Regions from separate parts of the Sus scrofa genome. Here region 2 is linked to region 1. Evidence: chromatin contacts called from public Hi-C data. All regions are on one chromosome and are shown on one strand. Each heading gives the region's core, a stretch centred on a gene start, on an enhancer-like site or on the middle of the called end of the contact. The rest is flanking DNA. Distances are from core to core; before and after follow the strand shown.

The links. A called contact is a pair of places that touch in the nucleus more often than the background predicts.
Region 2: a Hi-C map of liver shows a contact between it and region 1, with 6 times the contacts expected there. The contact joins two enhancer-like sites. A contact is called at or near these places in 2 of 47 Hi-C or Micro-C datasets (heart right ventricle and liver).

What each region holds. Positions count from the first base shown.
Region 1 is chr8:1,959,770-1,966,049 of Sscrofa11.1, forward strand. No RefSeq gene overlaps it. Among named protein-coding and RNA genes, the nearest start is that of RGS12, 8.5 kb to the right of the region's middle. Within about 2 kb of position 3,437, at least 75 of the 83 cell types and tissues checked have an H3K27ac peak or open chromatin away from gene starts, as enhancers often do.
Region 2 is chr8:2,078,519-2,084,798 of Sscrofa11.1, forward strand. HGFAC (hepatocyte growth factor activator) reads left to right here. Exons shown (of 14, transcript XM_003482335.3): 4 at 1-30; 5 at 553-675; 6 at 755-886; 7 at 1,037-1,147; 8 at 1,232-1,406; 9 at 1,580-1,665; 10 at 2,253-2,517; 11 at 3,865-4,004; 12 at 4,356-4,496; 13 at 4,594-4,742; 14 at 5,733-5,988. The coding sequence ends at 5,915. Among named protein-coding and RNA genes, the nearest start is that of HGFAC, 4.5 kb to the left of the region's middle. Within about 2 kb of position 2,938, at least 45 of the 83 cell types and tissues checked have an H3K27ac peak or open chromatin away from gene starts, as enhancers often do.

The DNA of each region.
Region 1 (6,280 bases), core at 2,187-4,686:
GCCGGTGTCCTGTTTTGGCATCCCGGGCCTGCCGTGCTCACCGTGGGGAGTGGCCGACGGCTGACCTGGCAGGTGGTCTTCCTCTCCTTCCTGAGTCCCCTCAGGGCTCACTGGCTGCAGTCGCTGGTGACTGCGACGTCCTTGGTTTACCGATATGGCAGACAAAATTTCATTTCCAAACATCACGGCCAGACTTGGGAGGGCTGGGCCCTGCTGGGCTACGCACTCTGGCCTCTCCATCGCCTGTCCTGCCGAGGAAGCGTCCTCCTGGCTTCTGAAATCCACCCTGAGACAAGATGTGCTGGACGAGCCAGGCTAGCACTTTGGGTGTTGGCCTGGTCTGCCGGGGCATGTGCCGCCAAGTCCCCAGAGGTGCTGTGCTCTCTGCAGAGAACATTTTGGAGGCTAAGTGACCAAATACTTTATGACCCCATCTCCCCTCGTGGAGAGAAGGGGGGAGCTGGTAACAATACAGATGAAGAACGCAGACAGCAGGTGCAGACGGGACAGTCACGGGCCTCTGTCAACCTTGAAGCTTAAACAGCCAGCCCGTTATTTTACCAGAAAGATGGGTTTTGTCAGGAATAGCAGAGGAATTGCTCTTTGGGCCAAACCTTTAGCAGGTCTGGCAAACAAAGGAGAGGAACTTTCCAGAGTGAAAGGGAGGATGTTTCGAAAGTCTGAAAGGAGAGCAGGTTCAGGATGGTGATGGTTTCTCATTGGCTGAGTGGTGGAGGCTTCTCATTGGCTGGACTGTTGCTAGGCGAATCGAGAAGCTTCCTCCTACTGCCAGTAAAGTGGTCACTTTCCTGTTGGAGACACAACTTGCTCTCTTCCTGTTTGGGGCCTTGCGGCCTCCCACGTGTGTGAAGCTCATCACAGTGCTGACAACGCTGGATCCTTAACCACTAGGCCACCAGGGAACTCTCCAACTCCATTTTAAATGAGGTTTCTCTGTGTTAATTTTATACCTCCCAACATGGCCCACAAACGAGGGCTTGCCCAGTGATCATGAATGAGGGTGTCAGCGGTCCTAGTGGAGTTGCTTCCTATCCTCACACCCTCACCACCAGTGGCAGCGGGGTCTACACTGTCTTCACACAAGCTAGGAATCCAGTTCCAAATGGTCTGCCTTCTAGAAGGGTTACACTTGATCTGCTGACCCTGGCCAGGGCTCCCTAGAACACAGAGCTTAGAAGACGGGGTGTTCGCGAGGGCTGGCACATGGGGCTGTCCCTGGAGCTGGACACTGGCTCACACTCTGTGTTCTCTGGGTAACAGCCTTGTGTTGAGCAACCTGATCCTGGGAGAAAGAGTGGGAGTGCGACCCCAGGACTTGGGAGGCAGGAGGGGAGCCCGGACCCACACCCCAGGGCAAGGGCTTACGCTGAGTCCGGGTGCGGGTCCATGCAGCAGAACCGTAGGGCTCACCTGTCCCAGACTTTCTTCTGCAGAGGTCGGCTTGGCTGGTGCAGGCCGACGAGGCTGCAGCAGCACGGCCATGGACTGTCCCCCACAGCTCCCGTGTAAAGACCCAACCCCTGGGGTGTTAGGACGTGGGCCTTTGGGAGGTGACCAGGCCACGAGGGTGGAGTGCCCACGAGGGCTTAGTGCCCTCTCTGCTCTCTAGCAGGTGAGAGGCAGCCATCTGCAAACCAGGAAGGAAGTCCTCACCAGACCCCGGATCTATCGGCACCGTGGTCTCGGAACGCCAGGCTCCAGAGCCCTGGGAAGTGAACATTGCCGTCTAAGCGCCCTGGCCTGTGGTATCTGTCACAGCGGCCCCAGCAGACGGAGTGGTGTCCAGTGCGCTCTGCTGGAGGTGCCGCCAAGGCTCGGAGCACAGGTGGGCTGAGTGAATCGGGGTCCCGTGGAAAGATCGTACATCCACCCAGTTAACTTCCACACCGGTAATACTGTGGACTGGATGGCTTCGAAACAACAGAAGCTTATTTCGTGCGCTTTGGCGGCTTAAGTTCAAGACGAAGGTGTGGACAAATTCAGCATCTGGCGAGGACCTGTTTCTGGTTCACCGACTCAGCCTCTGGTCGTGTTCTCAAGGGGTCCAAGGGGTGAGGGAACTTTCTGGGGTCTCTCTTACACTCTCTTACAGGGCACTCGGTGCCTCTCATGGCCGTGTCACCTCCAAATACCGTCCCAAAGGGGAATAGGCTTCGAGGTGTGAATTTAGGGGGGCACGTTCAGTCTGTGGCTGTGCTGTTGTGGAGCCGCAGAGCCTGAGAGCTCAGCAGAGCACAGCAGCCCTCCCGGCGGCCAGCACTCTCCGCCACAGCAGCTCCCAGCTCCGCACGCGCATTTGCAAATGCAAGTGTAAGGGGAAAGGGGAACCGAAGGGAATGTGAAGCATAACTTAGGATGCTAGGGTTTTCCCTCGTTGGTGGAGGGGTTTGAAGAGGGAGGGTTGGTGTATTTTTCACGATGATTTAATATACACCCAGTAGACTCCAGCCAGATTTGGGTGCTGGCTGCTTAACTGAAAGTCGAGGCCTGACTAGTTGGGATCCTGGGCTTGTACAATAAATGCCCAGCAGACTGTTTCCTGAAAATACTCTGGCTGGTCACTGTGACTAAAACGGTTGGAATTTCCAAAAAAGTAGTGACTGCTGAGGAAGAGGAGAACTGGAGGCAGGGGAGAGGCCACCCTGGTCGGTCTTGTGTGGGACAAGGCTGGGTGTCTGGACAGGGGGCGGGGAGGAACAGGCCCCCTCGGAACCTCCGGGGCACCGGCTGCCTGGCCCCTCCACCCTGTTGGCGTAGTAGGGGGTGTCTGTGCCCTTCCCTCCGCTTCCCTTCCTTAAAAACAAACCAGGTTCCCGGTGGAACGCAGTCTGCCCCAGGAGGGGCGGGGTCCCCCAAGAGGAGGGGGGCGCGGAGGAAGGGTCACCAGTGCCCTTGGGAGGGCGTGAAAGGAGACCGGGGAGGACGCGGGAGGGAGCCCGGGCTGGGGGGCCTGGGAAGGCCGAGGCAGGAGGGGAGCCAGGCCTGGGGGGGCCCAGGGCGTCAACAGGCAGAGCGGGACCAGCCACCTCGCGGGCAGCGGAAGTCCCGCCCCAGAGCCGGGAGGTCCCGCCCCTCAAGACCGCCCCCTCACACCCCGCCCTTCACTTCACAGCCACGCCCCTCTTCCTGTCCCGCCTCCTGCAAGCTCTTTCCCTCGTCTTTTTCAACACTCTCCCTGGAAGCGCCGCCCCCGTCCTGTCCATTGGATTCCCGTCCGTGAGTGGGCTCCACAGGCCGTGCATTCCGGCCCCATCCTAAGGGCCGCCCCTCGACGTTGGAGGCCACAACCCCGCCCACCTTGCTCCCGGAGGGCGCGCTCCTCCCTCGACCCCGCCCACAGCCCCTCCCCTGAGGCCGCGCCCCCTCCGCGGCTTCGCCACGGCCGCCCCGTCCTCTCAGGAGGTACCGCCCCTTGCACGGCCTGGTCCTGCAGCTCCGCCCCGCCCACCAGGCGGCCCCGCCCCCGAAGAGCCCCGCCCCTCTCGGCCCCGCCCCTCGGCCCCCGGCGACGGCGGCGACCGTTGGGCGCGCGGGCGGAGCGGATCGCGGCCGGAGGGCGAGCGGCCGGTAGGTTGCGGGCCGGGCGCTGGCCGCCCCGCCTCCACTTTCTTTCTTCCCCGGGCGCGCGCTCGCGCCCTCCGCGGCCCGCCCCGCCCTGCGGAGCGGAGGGTGCTGGGGCGGCCGGCTCCCTGGGGTCCCGCGCTCGGGGCCGCCGGCCACCTTCGCCCGCCTTTTGTTCCCGGGCCCAACTCCAGGCCGGGCCGTGGGGCGGCCGCGGGGCCAGCCCGGGCCTGGGCGGGATCGAGGGCCGGCGCCGGGGTCGGGCGCTGGCGGCCGAGGGCGCGGGCCCGCCGTGCCCACCGCGTCCGCTCGGACGTCGTCCGGGCCGAGCCGCCCGGGCTCGCGAGTTTCCTGTCCGACCTCGCAGGCGGCCGCATTGTTTGGCCAGAGGCCGTCTCCAGAGACCCCAACTCTGGAAGCAACTGCAGCAACTCCGGTGCAGTGCCAGGCGCCTTCCCGTCCCAGGCCCCGTGCTCAGCGCAGGGTGTCGGGGTGCCGCAGCGAGGCCCCAGCGTTGAGGGGTGTCGACCGAGCGGTCCAGCGTATAGGTGTAGACAGAGTGTCTAGAGTTGTGGGGTGTAGACACAGTGGCCCAGAGTTGTTGGGTGTAGGCAGAGTGGTCTAGAGTGTGGGTGTAGACAGTGGCCCAAAGTGTAGGTGTAGACAGAGTGACCTGCAGTTGTGGGTGTAGACAGAGCAGCCCTGGGTTGTGCGGTGTAGACAGAGCCCTGGGCAGGCAACCACTCTGTCTGTGCTTCCCCATTGCTGGACTGGGCTTGGAATGGGACCTGCCCCGGGCCCCTCCGGGTTGTGGGTGGGTCTCCCGCCACATGGTCAGTGTCTGTTGCTTTCGTGGTCGCCGTGTGCCGTGATGGGAAGGGCACTTGTAAGGTCGTGGACCTGCAGGCAGGGACAGCGAGGTGGCTCCCCTTCCCAGGAGAGGAGCGGGGAGACACCCCACCCTGGTCTGCGGCAGGAGCCTGAGCAGGTAGTGGGAGAGGGCGACGCGCAGGGGAATGTGTTTCAAGTTTTACTTTAGAAACAGTTGTCACAGTGCGAGGTTTCGTCCAAACGCCTCCTGCCTCGCTTTGTGCCAAGAGGTGATAGGCACGGGGTGCCCTGCAGAGGACCTGGGCCTCAGGGGTGCTCCTCAGATGGGAACATCCTGTTGAGGAGGCGCCCACAGCGGGCACTGGGTGATGGTGACGGGCAGAGGTCACAGGGAGGTCACCAAAGATGAGGGCTGGACATGTTGAGCGGACCTGTGGGAGGACACAGGGTGGCAGTGTGGTGGGCAGGGTCAGGAGGCGAGAGGGAGGTGCCAGTGGCCAGGCGAGGAGCAGCTGGGGGCGGGGAGGCTGGGGCCAGTGTGGCCCTGGCGAGGTGGGGTGGGAGGAGCAAGTTCACTTTCTGATTATATTGTCTTTAGACCTTTGTCTTTGTCTGAAATGGCCAAACAAGACAGTCGGATGAAGGCAAACAGTGTGTAGTTAAGACTTGGCACGTGCCATGCAGCGAGTCCTCCAAACAGCCAAGCCAGTGCCATTTACATTTGCTTTGAATTTGGTGGGATTCCCATAAACATTTTCCTTTCTAATTAGCTCTTGTACAAGCTTCCCGTGGCTGCTGTAACACGTAGCAACTTAGTGGCTTAAACAGTAGAAATGCATTCCTTCACAGTTCTGGAGGCTGGAAATCCTTTCGGCTTCTGGAGGCTGTCCTCAGGCCTTGGCCCAGGACCCCACGTCACATCCCCGGTGCCCCTCCTTCCGTCCTTGCCACCTGTCTTCACACCCCCCTCTGTCCCCTCCCACAAGGACACGTGATCGTGCTCAGGCCTCTTCGGGACCCTCACCCATCAGAGGCTCTTTAATGCGGTCACACCTGCCAAGCCCCTGTGGTCTATAAGGTGACATTCACGGCTCCAGGGCTGAGGACCTGATGTTGCTGGGAACCTCCCTGACTCTTTTGGAAAGGATGTGATCTCTCCTGGCCTGTGCTGGGGAGCAGCCACCTCGTACACCTCTCCGGCGTCTGTTGAGGGGCTGCGGCTCCTGCGTCCAGAAGTGCCTCGAGGTGTCCCTGCTTTGTGCTGGAGGAGAGGCTGCAGCTGTCCCAGGAGAGAAGATAGGCCTTGCTGGGGCTCAAGTCTGGCAGATCACTCTTTTTTTTTGGTGTGGGGGGGGTGCTGCATCCATGGCCTGTGGAAGTACCTGGGCCAGCCAGGGATGAACCCGTGCCGTAGGACCATGCTGGATCCTTAACCCGCTGAGCCACCAGGGAACTCCAGATCACTCATTTTTACTTGGGGGATGGTGGCTACCAGCTCCTTTGGCCATGTGACAAAAGCTGTAGTCAGTCTTCGCAGGTATACTCAACCCACGTGAAATGCAGTTTTACCATAGACACGAGTTTCCCTGTGGATTTTGAGGGTTCACCGGATTCACCATGACGGAGACCATTTGCTCCAGCCAAAGAACATGCATAGTTTGCCCTTTCTGCTCTCTTCCCTCTCCTTCCCAGTGGCCTTGCTGTCTTCAACCCTGTCATCGGGTCATATTCCCAATGTGTATCGCATTCTACATATACATCTTTTTCTATGTCTTGTTTTTGTCCCTTAACTGTGGCCTTGGCTGTCCTTACACCAGGTGTAGAGCTAAACGTACTGATGAGAGAATCAGCAGGAGCTCTCCTGTCC
Region 2 (6,280 bases), core at 1,688-4,187, 120 kb after region 1:
TGCAGGCCTCCACTCCCTGGGAGGGCCCAGGTGGGTGCCCAGGGGTCTGGGGTCTGAACACAGATCAGAGGGGGGCTGGGCAGAGGTGGGGGGGACCTCGGGGGTGTCAGGGCAGACCTGGGGTGGGAGTCCTGCCAGGGGTGCGGGAGGGGCCTTCGAGGTCGATTCCACTGTAGGCCTGGGGGAGTGGATGACACCCCCCAGCCCAGGCAGGGCCTGCCTCCTGGGGGCCCGCATGACGGCCTGGGCCATTGCCGGGGCCAAGGTGCCCCCTGGTGGTTAGGCCGGGCCCTGCAGCCTCCTGGGAACAGCCCAGGACGTGGAGCCCAGGGGCTCTCCAGGGCGTGGGGGGCTGTGCTGCCCTGTGGGGCTCAGGCTTTCGGGGTGCCGGATGCCCACCTGGCAGGGCTGAGCAGGGTGGGGAGGTGACAGGAGCCAGAAGGCGCAGCTTTAGGCAGTGGGCCCTCAGCAAGCCAGGAGGCGCGGCCCAGAGCGGGAACAGGAACACTGGCCGGGCTCTCAGACATGCGCCTCCCTTCCGCGGGTCCCCAGCTGCCCTGGATCCCTGTGCCTCTGGCCCCTGCCTCAATGGGGGCTCGTGCTCCAGCACCCAGGACCCTGAGTCATACCACTGCACCTGCCCCGTGGACTTCGCTGGCAAGGACTGCGGCTCGGGTGAGCGGGGTGGCGGGGCGGCAGGGCGGGAGGGCGCCTGCCCCACATGGGGAGCAGGGCCTCACTGTGCCACCCCCAGAGAAGTGCTTTGATGAGAGCCGCTACGAGTACCTGGAGGCGGGCGATCGCTGGGCACGTGTGCACGAGGGCCGAGTGGAACAGTGCGAGTGTGCGGGGGGCCAGGTGCGGTGCCAGGGGACCCGTCACACAGGTACGCCGGGCAGGCGAGGCGGGCGACATCACCGAGCCTTTCATGGGGGAAGGGACGCATTCGGGACCACCCAGATGTGGGCATCGGGGTGGGAGCTGGGCCCTGACTCCACCCTCGAGGCCGAGGCCTAGCTTCCGAGCCCTCCCCCAGCTTGTCTGAGCAGCCCCTGCCTCAACGGGGGCACCTGCCACCTGATCGTTGCCACCGGGACCACGGTGTGCGCCTGTCCCCCGGGCCACGCCGGGCGGCTCTGCAACATCGGTGAGTTGCTCAGCCCCCAGAGCAGCACGGGGGCCTCCCCACTGCAGCCCGGCCCAGGCTCACTGCATACTGCGCTGCCCACAGTGCCTGCCCAGAGCTGCTTCGTGGGGAGCGGGACCGAGTACCGAGGCGTGGCCAGCACAGCGGCCTCAGGCCTCAGCTGCCTGGCCTGGAACTCCGACCTCCTCTACCAGGAGCTGCACGTGGACTCCGTGGGCGCCGCGGCCCTGCTCGGCCTGGGCCCCCACGCCTACTGCCGGTTAGCACTATGACGGGTGGGCCTGGCCCAGGGTCCACACCCCTCTGCCCAGGGGGGCTGCCCCAGGGATCACAGCCAGATGCTGCTTGGGGGGGGGTGTCAGGAGCCCCACCCAGCTAGAGGTCCCCATTCCCCCCACCCCACCTCTGACACTGCTTCTCCCTGCCCCCCAGGAACCCAGACAAGGATGAGAGGCCCTGGTGCTACGTGGTGAAGGACAGCGCCCTCTCGTGGGAGTACTGCCGCCTGGCCGCTTGTGGTGCGTGCGCTGGTGGCTGGGGTGGGAGAGCAGGGTGGGGGCAGAGGTGACCCAATCCCACAGAGGTCCTGGCCGTTTTCCCCGGCCTTCCCTACCCCACCTCCGTGCCCAGCCTCCTCTGTCTGGAGGACCGCTGCCCCATCTGACAATGGGGAAACTGAGCCTCCGCAGAGCAGGGCTGGTCCAAGGCCATGCAGTGGCTTGGCACGAGGGGTCAGGGTGGGCAAGCCTGGGATCTCTAGACCTGCATGGCTCTCCGGCCATCCTGGGCTGGCTCTGCGGCCCAGGCTGCTGGGAGGGACCTGAACACCTGCCAGGTGTGCCCGGCACACCTGGTTCCCACAAAGCCTTGTGACTAGGTTCTGTTCTCCCCATCCTGTAGATGAGAAAACTGAGGCAAAGTCACACGCCCTCAAGGGCAGAGCTGGGCACGAGCCCTGAACCCAGTCAAGTGGCCTAGGGTAGGGAGGGAGGTGGGTGAACCACCAGGGGCCTGAGGACAATGGACAGTGGATGCAGCCAGGACCCCTTGGGCCTGGGGTGGGCAGAAGGAACCCTGGGGGTGCGACCCGGTCACCTGCTTCCAGAGTCCCTTGCCAGAATTCAGCCCCTGCCTCCTGAGGTCCTGCTGACTCTGCCTGAGCCCACGGCGGCTGGACCAGCTGGACGCCAGAACTGCGGCAAGAGGCACAAGAAGAGAACCTTCCTACGGCCACGCATCATCGGTGGGTCATCCTCGCTGCCGGGCTCCCACCCCTGGCTGGCCGCCATCTACATCGGGAACAATTTCTGCGCAGGGAGCCTTGTCCACACCTGCTGGGTGGTGTCTGCAGCCCACTGCTTCGCCAACAGGTGAGCGGCTCTGGCCCGTGTCCAGGGTCCCCACGTATCCCTCAAATCATCCACCTCTCGCCAACCACCACTACGCCTCCGCTCACCCGCCGGGCCGTACACCCATCGCCCTCTCCATCTGCCACCCACCTGCCTGTCCAACCATCACCCCTGTGCCCCACGTGCCCCACCTACCCGTGTAAACTCCATCCTTTGGTCCCTTCAGACTCAAGCGAGATTCAGCGCTCAGCCCGGTGCTGGGCATGGAGGCTGCTGAGGCCCGCCCCATTCCTGCCCCAGGATGCTGTCCTTGTCCCTGTCCCTGCCCCGGGGGCCGCCCAGTCCGGGTACAAGCCCGGGGATCTCGGTCCAGCGCTGAGCGCTGAGCGCTGGGCGGTGCGTGCCCGTGCGCGTGCGCAGCAGGGCGGTGGGTGGGCCCCGCCCTCGCCGGGCCCGCCCCTTCCGGCCCCGGCCCCGCCCCGACCGATCCCGGAGCGCCAGGGGGCGTGGGGAGCCGCGGGAGCCGCCGCGCGGCGAGCTCCGTGGGGAGGAGGAGGCCTGGGAGAGCTGGGGAGGAGTCAGGGGTGCGAGGCCCACCACCACAGCCCGGGGGCGGGGGCAGCGAGCTCAGAGCAGGAAAGGCCAGCCCGTCCCCTGCTTCTGTCGGCTGCGATGGGGCACAAGGCTCTGCCTTGCGGGAGGGGGCTCTTCTGGCGTGGCGGGGCTTGGGGGGTACCAGGGGAAAGGAATGGGCTGGATAGTGGCATCTTTGGGACCAGGGGCTTGGGAAGGCCTGGGAGTTTGGCATCGTGGGAGTCGGACAGTGAGCCCCCATTGGTCACCGTGGAGACTACAGCACCCACTCTCCACACCCAGGGAGGGGCTGCGGAGGGCCCAAGCTGGGTGGGGGTAGGCATCACCTGAGGGCCAGACCCCAGCACACTGGTCCCCTGCCTGGGCCACGCAGGGCTGGTGGAGGCAGGTGGAACAGGGCATTCACTGGGCGGGGGGAGGCGGGGTGAAGGGAGTACCCGGGCTCCTGGACCCCCAGTGACTTCGAGAGGGCTTCCTCCTTTAGCAGAACTGGCACCCAGGGCTGGAATCTGCACCAGCTCGGGCGCCATTCAGCACAGACCCCGCCTGGACCGGCCTGAGCCTCCCCACCCCTGGCCCCGCTGGGGTTACTAACATGGTTAAGTTAGAGATGGTGCTGCCAGCATGGTGGGTGTGGCCATAACCCACCACGCCACACGCCAGCCCCTGCTCAGGTCTCTCCAGGGCGTGGGGTCGGGGGAGGGTCCTGGGGCTGTCTCCTGGATGTCCCCACGAGTAAGGGGTGAGCGGACCTCAAGGGCCCCCACTTCGCAGCCCCCCCAGGGAAAGTGTCTCTGTGGTCCTGGGCCAACACTTCTTCAACCGCACGACGGATGTGACGCAGACGTTTGCCATAGTGAAGTACATCCCGTACCCCCTGTACTCGGTGTTCAACCCCAGTGACCATGACCTCGGTGAGGCTGGGGTACAGCAGGGCCGGGGCTGTGTGCTCTGTGTACCCCGGGGGCCAGAGCCAGAAGAGGGGCTGGGGGTGGGCACCAGGCGGGCCTGGGAGAATCCACAGACACTGGGGGGAGGGGGGGAGGGGGCAGCAAGAGTGCCTGGGTGACATATGGCCTTGGCCTGGCCGGAGGAAGCCCGGGCTGGCAGCCTTGCTGGGCCCTGGGCTGGCCCTCCTGTTGCCTCCTGGGCTCCCAGGCCACAGCCCCTCTGCCCAGCGGGGCGGCACCCCTGGGATGCACTGGCCCCCTTCTGCCTGTCATGGGCCCCTGCACGGCAGGCTGACCTGGCCTCCTCCCGCCCAGTCCTGATCCGGCTGGAGAAGAAAGGGGAACGCTGTGCCGTCCGCTCCCAGTTTGTCCAGCCCATCTGCCTGCCTGAGCCGGGGAGTCCCTTCCCTGCTGGGCACAAGTGCCAGATTGCAGGCTGGGGCCACCAGGATGAGAGTGAGTGGGGGTGGGGCAGGGGCCCGGCGTGCTGCCCAGGGAGGGTGGTGGGCAGCCCCGGGGCCCCGCCCAGCCTGAGAGCCCCGTGTCACGGCAGACGTGAGCGGCTACTCCAGCTCTCTGCGGGAGGCGCTCGTGCCCTTGGTTGCCGACCACAAGTGCAGCAGCCCAGAGGTGTATGGGGCCGACATCAGCCCCAACATGCTGTGCGCCGGCTACTTCGACTGCAGGTCCGACGCCTGCCAGGTGAGCCAGGACAGCCCCCCCGGGAGCTCAGAGCCAAAAGGGACCGGACCCGCAGGGCCAGCCAGGCGCCGGGACAGAAAGGCCACCTCCCAGTCCGCGGCCACCCCTGGTGGGCGCTCACTGCTTCTGGAGGCTGCCCGGCTGCTGCTGGAGACCCTCGGGGCAGGAGTGCGGCCCCAGCTCCCAGGAAGGGGCCTGGTCACCAAACCCAGGCTCGTACCCAGCTGTCCCCAAGGGCAGGGCTGGCCACGTGCCATTAAAGGCCAGAGCCCCTTTCACCCGGAGTTCTCCCGAGTGGGCTTGGCCGATTAGCCGATGCTAATTGCCGTGTATCAAGGAGTCTTCAGGGGATGTAAGTCAGTGCTGAGATGGAGAAGCAGCTTTGCCTCCCATTTCATAGATGGGGAAACCGAGGCCCAGAGAGGTTTGCTCGCTCTTCCCAGGTCACACAGCTCAGAAGTGGCAAGGGGTGGGTGTTGGACACTGGCCCACATGGGGCAACGAGCTATTTGGGGGAAGTCGAGGAAGGCTTCACGGAGGAGGAGGCACGTGCACGTGTCCTGAGGGGCTGAATAGGAGTTTGCCAGGTGGCGAGGAGGGCGTTTCAAGTGGGGAGTAGCCTGTGCTGGCATCCAGGGCCGCCTGGTCCACAGGGGAGATGCGGACCGAGGAGCCCGGTGCTGGCCGTGGAGGGGAGAGGGCGCCACGGCGGGGCTCCAGGAAGGGGCCCGATGGGTCAGATGGTGTCGTGGCAGCCCAGGAACGGGAGGACCTCCTGTCAACGAGGGGACGTGGGATAGCGCCCTCACTCTAATCCTATGTCACCTGTCCCCAAGCCGTCGGGACGTCCACCTCGAGAGTCCACATCACAGGAGAGCTTGGCTGCTCTGGAGGCGTTTTCGGGGTCGGGAGAGGGGTGTGGGGACGGGGTGTCGCTGAGCTGTGGGTCTCCCGGGCTGGCCCCAGGCTCTGACCGGCTGCTCTGTGCAGGGGGACTCAGGCGGGCCCCTGGCCTGCGAGAAGAACGGCGTGGCCCACCTGTACGGTATCATCAGCTGGGGGGACGGCTGCGGGCGCCTCAACAAGCCCGGTGTCTACACCCGCGTGGCCAATTACGTGGACTGGATCAACGACCGGATTTGGCCCTCTAAGCGGCCTGCAGATCCCTCCTGAGGCCCCTGGGGGCTTCCTGCCTCTGTGCTGGTCCCTCCTTCCTGCCAATAAAGATGTTTGCAGGCTCCCGGCCCACACTGCCCGTCCCGCTGCCCCAGCTCGGCCGTCCCTCCCAGGCCCCGAAGCCCATCCACATTTGTGGGCGATGTGGCTTCCAGGCTGGGGGCCCAGAGCCAGCACCTCAGTGGAGACGGGGACCTATGACCCCAGGGGGCGGGTCTGGCGGCAGAGCCCGACGAGTCGAGGTAGGGGAACCACTTTGATCCTCACCCTGACCCCTACGAGGCAAGTGGGGCTCCGGGCCTCCTGGGCTGTCCCAGGACAGAGGGTGTTCAAACCCAACGCGGGTTACCGGGGAAGCCCCT